Linked DNA regions of Macaca mulatta: region 1 is linked to region 2. A link is a contact called in public Hi-C data. All regions are on one chromosome and are shown on one strand. The core of a region is the stretch at or near the end of the contact, and the rest is flanking DNA. Distances in the headings are between cores, read along the strand shown. Region 1 overlaps TCF7L2 (transcription factor 7 like 2). Region 2 holds the start of TCF7L2 (transcription factor 7 like 2).

What was found. Hi-C and Micro-C count contacts between places; a contact is called where the count stands out from the background.
Region 1: a Hi-C map of liver shows a contact between it and region 2, with 4 times the contacts expected there. The contact joins the enhancer-like site here to the promoter of TCF7L2 in region 2. A contact is called at or near these places in 5 of 14 Hi-C or Micro-C datasets (blood, cortical neurons, fetal cortex germinal zone and 2 more).

The regions. Positions count from the first base shown.
Region 1 is chr9:125,274,451-125,279,230 of T2T-MMU8v2.0, reverse strand. All of the region lies in intron 5 of TCF7L2 (transcription factor 7 like 2), which reads right to left. Among named protein-coding and RNA genes, the nearest start is that of TCF7L2, 180 kb to the right of the region's middle. Within about 2 kb of position 2,905, at least 1 of the 40 cell types and tissues checked has an H3K27ac peak or open chromatin away from gene starts, as enhancers often do.
Region 2 is chr9:125,088,641-125,093,802 of T2T-MMU8v2.0, reverse strand. It overlaps TCF7L2 (transcription factor 7 like 2), which reads right to left and starts at 1,948. Exons shown (of 14, transcript XM_077947535.1): 1 at 1,248-1,948; 2 at 922-988; 3 at 588-712. The coding sequence starts at 1,436.

The DNA of each region.
Region 1 (4,780 bases), core at 1,656-4,155, 180 kb before region 2:
ATTTAAAAATGGGTTTATAGTCCACCTCTATGTATTTTTCCAGACGCCGTTTGCTATGGCTGCAGCAAGACCAATGGCAACAGCTAAAACGTTAAGAAAAATTTCACGTCACTGAAGCTGTGGCAAGTTGGGGAAGAGGACAGGTTGGGGACACAACGAAGGAAGGACTGTTTCTCATCTATCAACCACCCTTTGGCAACTCAGCCAAGGTAACCCTCCTGTCCCCAACAACCTATGACCCCCAGCAGTTAGGAACTATTTCTGCTGATGGGATGGTCACAGGAGACAGACACAGCCAGTGCAATCTGGGCCCAGCCCTGCATGGACAGTCCCATCCCAACCCAGCAGGCCAACACTTGCTTTTGCATCCTGCAAACCTCTTATATATACACAGAAAAAAAAACAGCAGTCATGACTTCCTCCCGTGGCCCCAAATGGGTGGGCTTCCTCAGAGCATTTTACCCTGGCCCGTGCCCCTCTCCCCTTGCAGCTAGACAGGACCCATCCAGCGCCGTGGCCGGGGTCCTTTCTTAGTTGAATGTTGCTCCTTTCTGTCTAAGGCCTTGCTCCCAGCTAATGGTGGATTGTTTCCCTGGACAAGACTTCTATTGATAGCTACAGCACTGCCTGTTGGAAATAATAAATAAAAGACAGAAGGTTTCACAGGGTTCGAGTTTTACTTGAAGAAACAAGGTGGTAAGAGAAAAGAGATCTGCCTGTGAGATGCAGAAAAGCGAAGCCCACCCTGCCAGCCACAGCACACAGCCTGCATCCTCCGGCTGGGCTGCTGCAGAGCCCACCCCCGCAGGCTGCAGAGTTAGAGCAGAGTCAGAGCGTCAGAGCATCTCCGACCCCCGAGAGCCTCCCAGGAAGGGTGCTGCTTATTTGTTTTGTAAATTATCAATGGCTGGCTTTTATTTCTCTTTCTCTCTCTCTCTCTCTCTCTCTCTCTCTGGAATCAAATCCATTTAGACAGCAAGAGGAGGAAGAGAGACGATTCTCCCTGCCGTCTGTGAAATTTTGCCGACTCATAGTTTCTCATGGATTCACACAGGCATTAAAATTCTCCTTGCTGGGAAATGACTGAACAGAGCAAGCAGGGAGAGGAGAAACGTGCAGTCAGTTTTCATCCAAATTCTCACACACACACAGGCAAATACCTAGAACAAACTCGATCACTTCAAGTCCTTGACCTTTTTTGGGGGTAGCCCTTTCTATATTATAAGCACCCAGCTGGTAACACACCAAACAGACTGCCAAACGTGAAGGGTCGAGAGGACCAAGTTCAACTCCTAAAGACCTTTTCTCAATCCTCGAAAGGAGGATGGAAGGGCTGGGGGGTGAGAGGTGGTGGGTGGGCTGGAGGTGTTGGGATGGAGGAATAGAGGAACATTCGAATCTGGAAAATAAAGAAGGTGTTGAGATGGAGGAATAGAGGAACATTCGAACCTGGAAAATAAAGATGTGCACCAGCTGCTTGGCTTTGTGAAGACCGCAGCCAAGGCCTGACCCAGCAAAGCTGTGCATTCACAGGCTCTTGAACAATTACTTCCAGTTAAGTTCATTAAACATAATTTATTTCCACTCATTCTCATTTATTTTCCAATTAAAAAGAAAACATCCCATTGTGCCTCCCCTAGCCAACCTTTAAAACACTTGCAAGCTTACTTCTTAGCCCACCCGGTCCAGGCTCGCCCCTGATCAGCGAGTTTCCAGGGTTTTCTTCCTGCCTGCCTCTGCCTCCCTCCGGCAGCGTCACAAAATTCTCAACCTGGAGGTCAGTGAGGGGGCGCGACAGGCACAACAGGGCCCTCTGTCCTAATCCTCCACCAGGTCTCAGGGATGAAGAACCAGTCACTTCACCCCTAAGTAATTTCCCAGGAATCTGCAACCTCCACCCTCCCGCCAAATATTTCTCTACTACTTGGGTATTAAATGATTAGCGTTAACATAATCAATCTTGTTAAGTGTCCGAATTTGCAGAGAATGTTTGGGAATTGGGTAAGAGAGTACAGCTGTTTCTAGGAGAGCGGATCTTCCAAACCGAGCCAGAAATAAATCGAACCTATCCCAAATGAAGAAATCCAAAAGCTCAAATTCAAAACAACTTTTAACAAATAATAATGATTTCCAGAACACCCCCTCGCCACCAAACACAACAACCCCAAATCTAGAGATTCCTAAATATAATGGAAAGGAAATCACCAATTTTGATTTAGAGCAAATTTTAAGAGCATAATGGTTATTACATCCTGAGGAATTCAAGAAAGAAATAGTGAACAAAATCTGACACCGACTTTCTAATTTATTTACAAGGAACAGCTGCATAAAAAGCTCTTTTGTTTTTCTTGTATACCCTGTGCCTAACTTTCCAATCTCAGTCTTATTTGAAAATCATGCCTACTCCACGGAGTCTGAGAAAAGCTCAAGAAACAGCTTTTTTCCTTCGCTGATCAGGTAAATTTTCCCCACAGAAAAGAGGAGGTAAGCCAAGAGGAAGAATGAACGTTTCCACTCATGTGGCTCAACAAATACAAATGCCCAAACCCTGGGATTCAGCAAAGACCGACGGAAAGGAAGACGAACACAAAGGCAGAACTGCATTGTTCTGTTCTATCCTGCCTTGTTACTATCCCAAACGTGGGCATCCTTTAACGGGCATCTGCAGTCAGAATAAATAACACGCATGAAAATGACGCCGAGTCACCATGGGACGAAGAGGGTAAACACAATTGCTGTCCCTCCGATCTCCAGTTGATGTGTTGCAAGTTTAGGGAACGAGGGAGTGACCCAGGCAAAGTTGAATTTTTTCAAAAATCCTCAAATGTGTGCAGAAGTATGTAATCTGGAGGGCATGTCAGGATTTCATCACATTCCAAAATATTGCAGAAGGAAAGAATTCTATTACACAGCTCAGCCAGGTCCCCAACAACCCCAAACCACAAAGGGGAGGTTTCCCTAAGAATACAAGGTTTCAGGCTCTGCTGCTTCCAGAAAATGCCGATGCAGCAGCCTGTTGTGACTATACAGAGATCATAATATCTGTATCATTGGAGTTGGGAATTTACATTTTCAAAGAACTCCCTTCTCATAAGACATCAAGAATAGTGGTTTACTCCCACCAAGCCAACAGGACCACTATTAACACAGGTAATTTGAGAAAACTAGGGTCTAGAACCTCAAGATGGGAGACTGTACCGGGTGTAATATTTGCAGTAACACAACGCACACATTTGCAACACAGCCTCCACTCTCTTCCCCACCATTCCTGACAGTTTACACAATCCTAGATTGAACCAAAAAGTTGCACACAACTAGAAAGGAAAACCAAGATTTACACCCATCGTTATTTTAGGCTCAACTAGAGAACTATCTATGATCTTGTGTTTTAATATGACACACAGAATTTAATTCATGATGTTGAAAATATAAACGTAAGATTATGGTATATTTCATTCCTTCTCACCCCAAAATTGGATGGAAGAGCTTATCGACCACTGCAGATTATTTCTGTTTGGTCATACAATAACACCACAAATAATAAAAGTAATAATAAAAGTAATTAAGGAATTGCCTCCAAATTCAAGAGAATCCCCTTACAGCTTGTGGCAAAAGATAATCACTGAAGCTGGGCGCGATGGCTCACGCCTGTAATCCTAACACTTTGGGAGACTGAGACGGGCAGATCACCTGAGGTCAGAAGTTCAAGACCAGCCTAGCCAACGTGGTGAAACCCCCTTCTCTACTAAAAATACAAAAATTAGCTGGGCGTGTTGGTGCATGCTTGTGATACCAGCTACTCAGGAGGCTGAGGCAGGGGAATTGTTTGAACCCGGGAGGCGAAGGTTGCGAAGGAGCCGAGATCTCGCCATTGCACTCCAGCCTGGGCGAAAAGAGTGAAACTCCATCTCAAAAAACAAAATAATAATAATAATAATAATAATAATAATTAAAAGAAAAGATATCAAGACACAGTTGAAGAGAGTATAATGGATCCTAAACCCCAAATTCATATTGCAAAAGGGCCTTCTCCCTAATCATTAACAGCACAATGAGCTGTCATCAGGCTCTTTTCCAAAACACATTTTATATTAAGTTTACAAAACATACCACAAGCAAGACCATAGCCCTAAAAAGCCGGCATCTAAATCTGGAGATTGACAACTAAAGACAGAGCAACAGAAAGTTAGCATTAAATATGAAACCAAAATACACACTTTACACAGCCTGCTACTGTTAAAGCCTTATCGCTCAAAACTTTCAAGCTTTTAAAGTATGCTCCTCTATGAGGCAATGTCGTTTTCCTTCTCTCTCTTTCGATGGAGCCCACCCTGGTGGGTGAAGAAAAAAATTATTTGTTAGAAGAAATTCCAAACCGTACCACCCCTTCCCAGATTCCAGCTCACCCGTACTTGGGGAACAGGGTCTGCCTTACCATAGAAGTGTAAGGACTGTGATGAAAGTCAGACTTCTCTCCTCCCCATCTTTTTTTAACCCTTTCTCCCCCTCCCCAAAAAACTGCTGTGAAAATGACTCAGAGAAAGGGCATAGCTTGAGTTGACCATTTATTGTTTTGTTTTTTCCTTCCCAAGATCTAAATTGTGGGGGGGGGGGGGCGGGCATAGGTTTAATGGTCAATACCATAAGCATGGACATGAACACACACACATCCCCCCATACGCACACCCCATACACATACCACACACCCCACTACTCACCCAGCAATTCAAATTGAGGTGCCAACCGCCCAACTGCTGGAACAGAGAGACCCCGGAGGCTA
Region 2 (5,162 bases), core at 699-3,198:
TCCAGGGCCCCCGGCGCTGCGCGCTAGCCAGTTCTCAAGTCCAACGCCTGAAGGAAACCCACTCTCTACCCCGCGCGTCGGGCGCAGCACAGTCACTCGGGGACCGCAGCGGCAGCCAAGGGGTTAACCGGGGAAAGCCCAAGACGCCACAGAAGAGGGAAGGAAGAGAAGGAGAGAGAGGGAGAGAGAGCAAAGAAAGAGCCACACAGTCATCTTCCCAGGGTGAAGAAACAAACACCACCACCAAAGGGGGAGGGGGAACCAGAGCGCAAAAGAAAAGTTATTCGGATTTCCCACCCCCGCCCCACCAACAAAGCCCTGCTTGGACAGAGAGGTCTCCCCAACATCACGAGGCAGCAAACTGAAAGCAAGAACGTGGCGAAGTGCAAACAAATCCAGTCCACAAAAGGCAGAAAAGTTTGGAGAGTTTCGGGCCGCCTGGGCCACGAGCGGGGGAGGGGAGGGAGGGAGGGGAGGAGGCGGGGAGGGGGAGGCGGGGAGGGGGCAGGGCAGGGGCCGCATGCGGGGCCCGGCGGGCGGCGCGGGCGGGCGGGCAGCGGGCGGGGGCCGGGCGCGGAGGCACTTACGGTTCGGGCGGTGGGCGAGAGCGATCCGTTGGGGAGGTAGGGGCTCGTCAGGTCGGGGATCATGATGAAGGGGTAGCCGGGATACGGTGGCCCCTTAAAGAGCCCTCCATCTTGCCTCTTGGCCGCTAACATGGCGGGGCGGCGAGGGGACGGCGGCGGCCGCGCGGAGCGGGAGAGAGCGAGGAGAAACTTTTTAGAAAGTGCCCCGAGGGGCTGGGCGCCCCGGCCGGGCCGGCGCAGGGCCGGGCCGAGCCGGGCGCGGGGCCGGGGCGCGCGGGGCGGCCGGCCCGGGGGGCGGCTCCGGGCGGCTGCGGGGCGCGCGGGGCGTACTCACCTTCTTCCAAACTTTCCCGGGATTTATCTCGGAAACTTTCGGAGCGAGGCGGAGGCCGTCTTTCCGCCTTCCCGGAGGGGTGGAGGTGGGGAGGGCGAGGGGCAAACGCCACGCAGAAGGGGGAGAAGAGGGAGAAAAAGAATCGGCGAGGTCGGGGGGGGGTAGAAAAAACAGGGTTACAAGTTTTTGCAATGGTGGCATCGCACGCACACGCCGCCCGCCGGGCCCCGCCGCCGCCCCCAGCCCCGATTTCTCCCCTTTCAGCAACATTTGCCAAGCCCAGGAAACAGATAAAAAACCCCACCAGCCCGAGGGGCTTTTCTTACCTCGGAATCGGAGGAGCTGTTTTGATTCGTTTCTGATTCATTGACTAGAGACGATTTGACATCAGCTAAATCCCTCTCTGCCGAGGAGTTTTCGGAGCTCTTCTCCTCCTGTTCGCCCTCGTCTTTGAAGGAAATCAGTTCGTCGTTGGCGCCTAGGTCATCCCCTCCACCGCCGTTCAGCTGCGGCATTTTTTTTCACCCACCAGCAGCAATTTTGGAAGAAAAATGAAGGAGGAAGAAAAGCCAAAAAAAAAAAATCACCCCCAAAAAGTTTTGCCCCCCAAAAAAAATATTGCAAGAAAAAGACGAGTCCAAGGTGAACTTTTTTTCTGCTTGGGGGTCTTTTTCTCCTGGGGAGGGGAAAAGAGGGAGGAGGGGAGGGGAAGGGGGGGGAGATCTTCTGCACGCGTGAGTTTGGGTTTCTTTTTTCTCTCGTTCCCAAGGATCCGATCAATGTGCAAAAAATAATAAATAAAAAAGGGGGGTAAAAAAAAAAAAAAAACAACAACAACAAGAAGTCAGATATAAAGAGCAAAGGGGGGGGAAGCCGAAGATACAGGAGGTGCTCGTGCCGCTCGGATTTGAGTGAGTTGAAGTTAGACTGAGAGCTTTTCAGTTCAAAGGCGGCGCTGATTGACAGATAGAAAAAGGGGGATCGAAATCCGGAGGAACGGAGTAGTCTGGGAGCGGAGATTATTGACAGGGCGAGAGGAACACACTGCCTTAATGAGATGCCGGAGGGCGGGGCCGGCCCGGTGACGTGTGCATAAATAAACAGCCGGGGTGGGCGGGGCGGGGGCGGCTAACAATGATCCTTTCGGGCGCCGGGAGAGGGAGGAGGGAGAGGAGGAGGAGGAGAGGGGCGGGGAAGCCGGGGGGAGACGGAGGGAGGAGTGTGCAGGGGGAGCGGCCTGCGCGGAGTGTGTGCGAGCCCGGGATTCTGGGCGAGGGTGCAGGGACTCGCTCCGGGTGGGGGCGGTTTCAGAAAGACAATGCGGGGTGGGAGAGGAGGAGAAGGGGGTGGCGACCAAGTCAGGAATCCGAGCCGAGGAAGGCGGAAGGAAAGCCCACTTGGGGGGCGGGGATGGGGAGAGGCCCAAAAAAGTGCACTTTAGAAATATTAGAAATAAATCTTAAGGGAGGGGGAAAAGGAAGGGTAGTATTGTGAGAAAGTGGTGGCTGGGGGCGGGGGTGGGGGGGTGCTTGGTGGTTAATTCAGCAGTGAAATCAGCCACACTTGGGCGGGATGAACAGAAGTGGTCAAAAGGAAAGATCAACCCTCCACTTTCAGAGAGCTTGGGGAAGTGAAGGGGCTGGTCAAAGTTCCTGGTCATCTACAATGAAAGAAACTATTAACCCATGAGGCCTCCCTCCTCCCTTTTTTGTTTATTAGTAGTGGATCATTTCATGAAATGTTAAGTCCCACTAGGATGAATATGCCGAAATGACTTTTTATGCAAAAAACAAATATTAAATGTCAGAAACATTAAAAGTACCCTGAAGGAATAATATATGATTCTTTTAAATGTAGAGTGGTGTTTTGCTTTTTTTTTTTTTTTTTTTAAACTGACGTTGGAGGTAGTAGGAAATGAGCTAGAGTCAAAGTCCTTTTTGACTTCGGAGGTGAAAAGTTTGGGCGTTAACACCGTCAGGGAAAATAAAACCGAAAGTTCACCAGCCCCTGGGATCAGTTGGGCTACAGTGTTTCTCGAAGGGGGTCTGAAATGAAATCCCCGAAAGACTGACCAAAATAATCAAGATGTAGGTGGCTCTGGCAGGAAATTGCTAACCAAACCAATGCTAGAAGACCTCTGGGAGAAGATGGGAAACCTGGGGCTTGAGGCAGGTATTTGTTGACTTTCAGGTATTAGAGGAGGAGCAGACTGATTTGCTACAAAATGGGGAATGGAATTATGTTAAAGAGGAAAGGCCCACCTCCCAAAACACAATGTGCCTGGGTGATACAGCAAGAAGATTCATTTTTGCAAATATCCAGTAAGAAGTAGACTGGACACTGCAACATGAAAAAGAGAAAAAAGAAAATAAATAAATCAGTAGGATTTAGCAAATTGCCTCTTAGGAGCAGTATTAGTCTAAGTCCAGGATGTACTGTTATCCCACCCTTCCCTGAAAAAGCTCACCTGCACTTCAGCTGGCCCATCAGCACCAAGGTTTCCAAAAGAAAGCAAATTTGCCATGTAATATTTAGAGAGTTTGGGGTGCCAGCAAAACTGTTTTATAGGCTAAAGGCTCAGAAAGAAGACTACTAAAAATAATGATACCGAGATTGACAAGGCCAACGAATTCCCCTGCACTGGAAAAAATTCACAACCACATTTGCACACTAAAGAATATGCAGGCAAAATGAAAATGGGTTGGGGGGCAGGCAGAGAAGAATCACTGTAACTCCCAACTTTCATATTAATCAGAATATCAGAAGTAGAGTGAGAAGGAGCCTGAAAAGAAGTAAAACAAATGTGTACATTTAATCAGACAGGATTGCATAGGATACAAAGCACAGGGCTAATTAGTCTCAGCAGGTAGGACTAACCTTCAGACTTCATAAATAAATAAGGCGGGCGCAGTGTCTAAGAGGGAGAGTGGAGACAGAAAGGGGATTATTTCAAGACACCAAGTGAAAACATGAAGAATGAAATGCTTCACTGTCAAAAATCCATGTACAAATGGATTTAACAGTTTCCTTTTTTAGGTCTTTTACTTGGTTACCTTTAGATTGACACATTTAGTGAAATGACCAAGCTTTACACACTTGCTAATTGTCACCTGTATTCTTGATGTGCCCAAGTCTGTCTTTATGCAGCGTAGACTTTCCTAAGGCTCATTTTAGGGACTGACTTACTTAAACTGGAACACATTTATAGGAACTCAATTTTATGGCAATTTCTTTGTCCTGTGTGGTAGTTTTTTGTTTCGTTTTGCTATTTTAATGAAACCCTCGTCTGAATTAAGTTGGGTAATGAGGTCTTCTATGTCCTTTATAGTACTACCTGTATAATGTAATCTCTGGAATATACTGAACTGAAATTTTAAAGAATGTACTTACTGATTTTACTATACTGGCCTGCATTTTTATCATATGTAAATACTAAGGGCTTTGTTCCGATGATTAGTAACTTTATCCATTTTGGCATATCCTTATTTTTCTCATTCAAAGGGAACTCTTTTGAGTCTTTCCTTCCTTAAATCTCTGATTTAATCAAGCAATTAAAAAGTTATTCTGTGATAGTGCATGTCCCACATTTAATTTCGTTACTTGGTGCCATACAAAGGCTTGAGTAGACCAGCAAGATTTCAGAGGGGCGAGATCCCTGATGCTCTGCAAGTCCCTCAGGTGATGCCTGAATTGAGGAGGGGGAGGGAATGGCAGAATTGGCACTGCAGTACCCAAGCAGCAAGGTATTGAAAAATACCTTGAATACTATTTGAAAAAAAGGTAGGCTGGCCCACAATGTGGATGTGTAATTTATAGATTTGGTGTGAAATTTTAAACACAGTTGACTTGGGTCCAAGTGCTGAGGCAACTTCTCTGTGGATACTGATGACTCCTGGTTTATAGGACCAAGAGTTCTGCCCAAATGGCAGAGATTCGAAAAACACAGGAAACCAGACCAGTTCTGACTTTAGCCTGAGCCAGGGGATTTTGCCACCATGGGCTCTGCATGTTGGGAAATGGGTGGAATGGAGGAGAGGCTGTGCCCTCATCCCTTGGAGTCCAGTTTGGTCTCTGCATATTTTGGGGGGAGGGCAGGGAGAAACTGGGCCCTCGCCCCTTGGAGTCCATTCCTGGCACCAGTCCAGGTTCCGAACTGTAAGTAGCTGTTCCTAGGCCTCCCTGACTTTGACCTCGCCCTCTTCATCCACTGCCCTTCTGCTGCTTCTCTTCTGTTTTCTCCT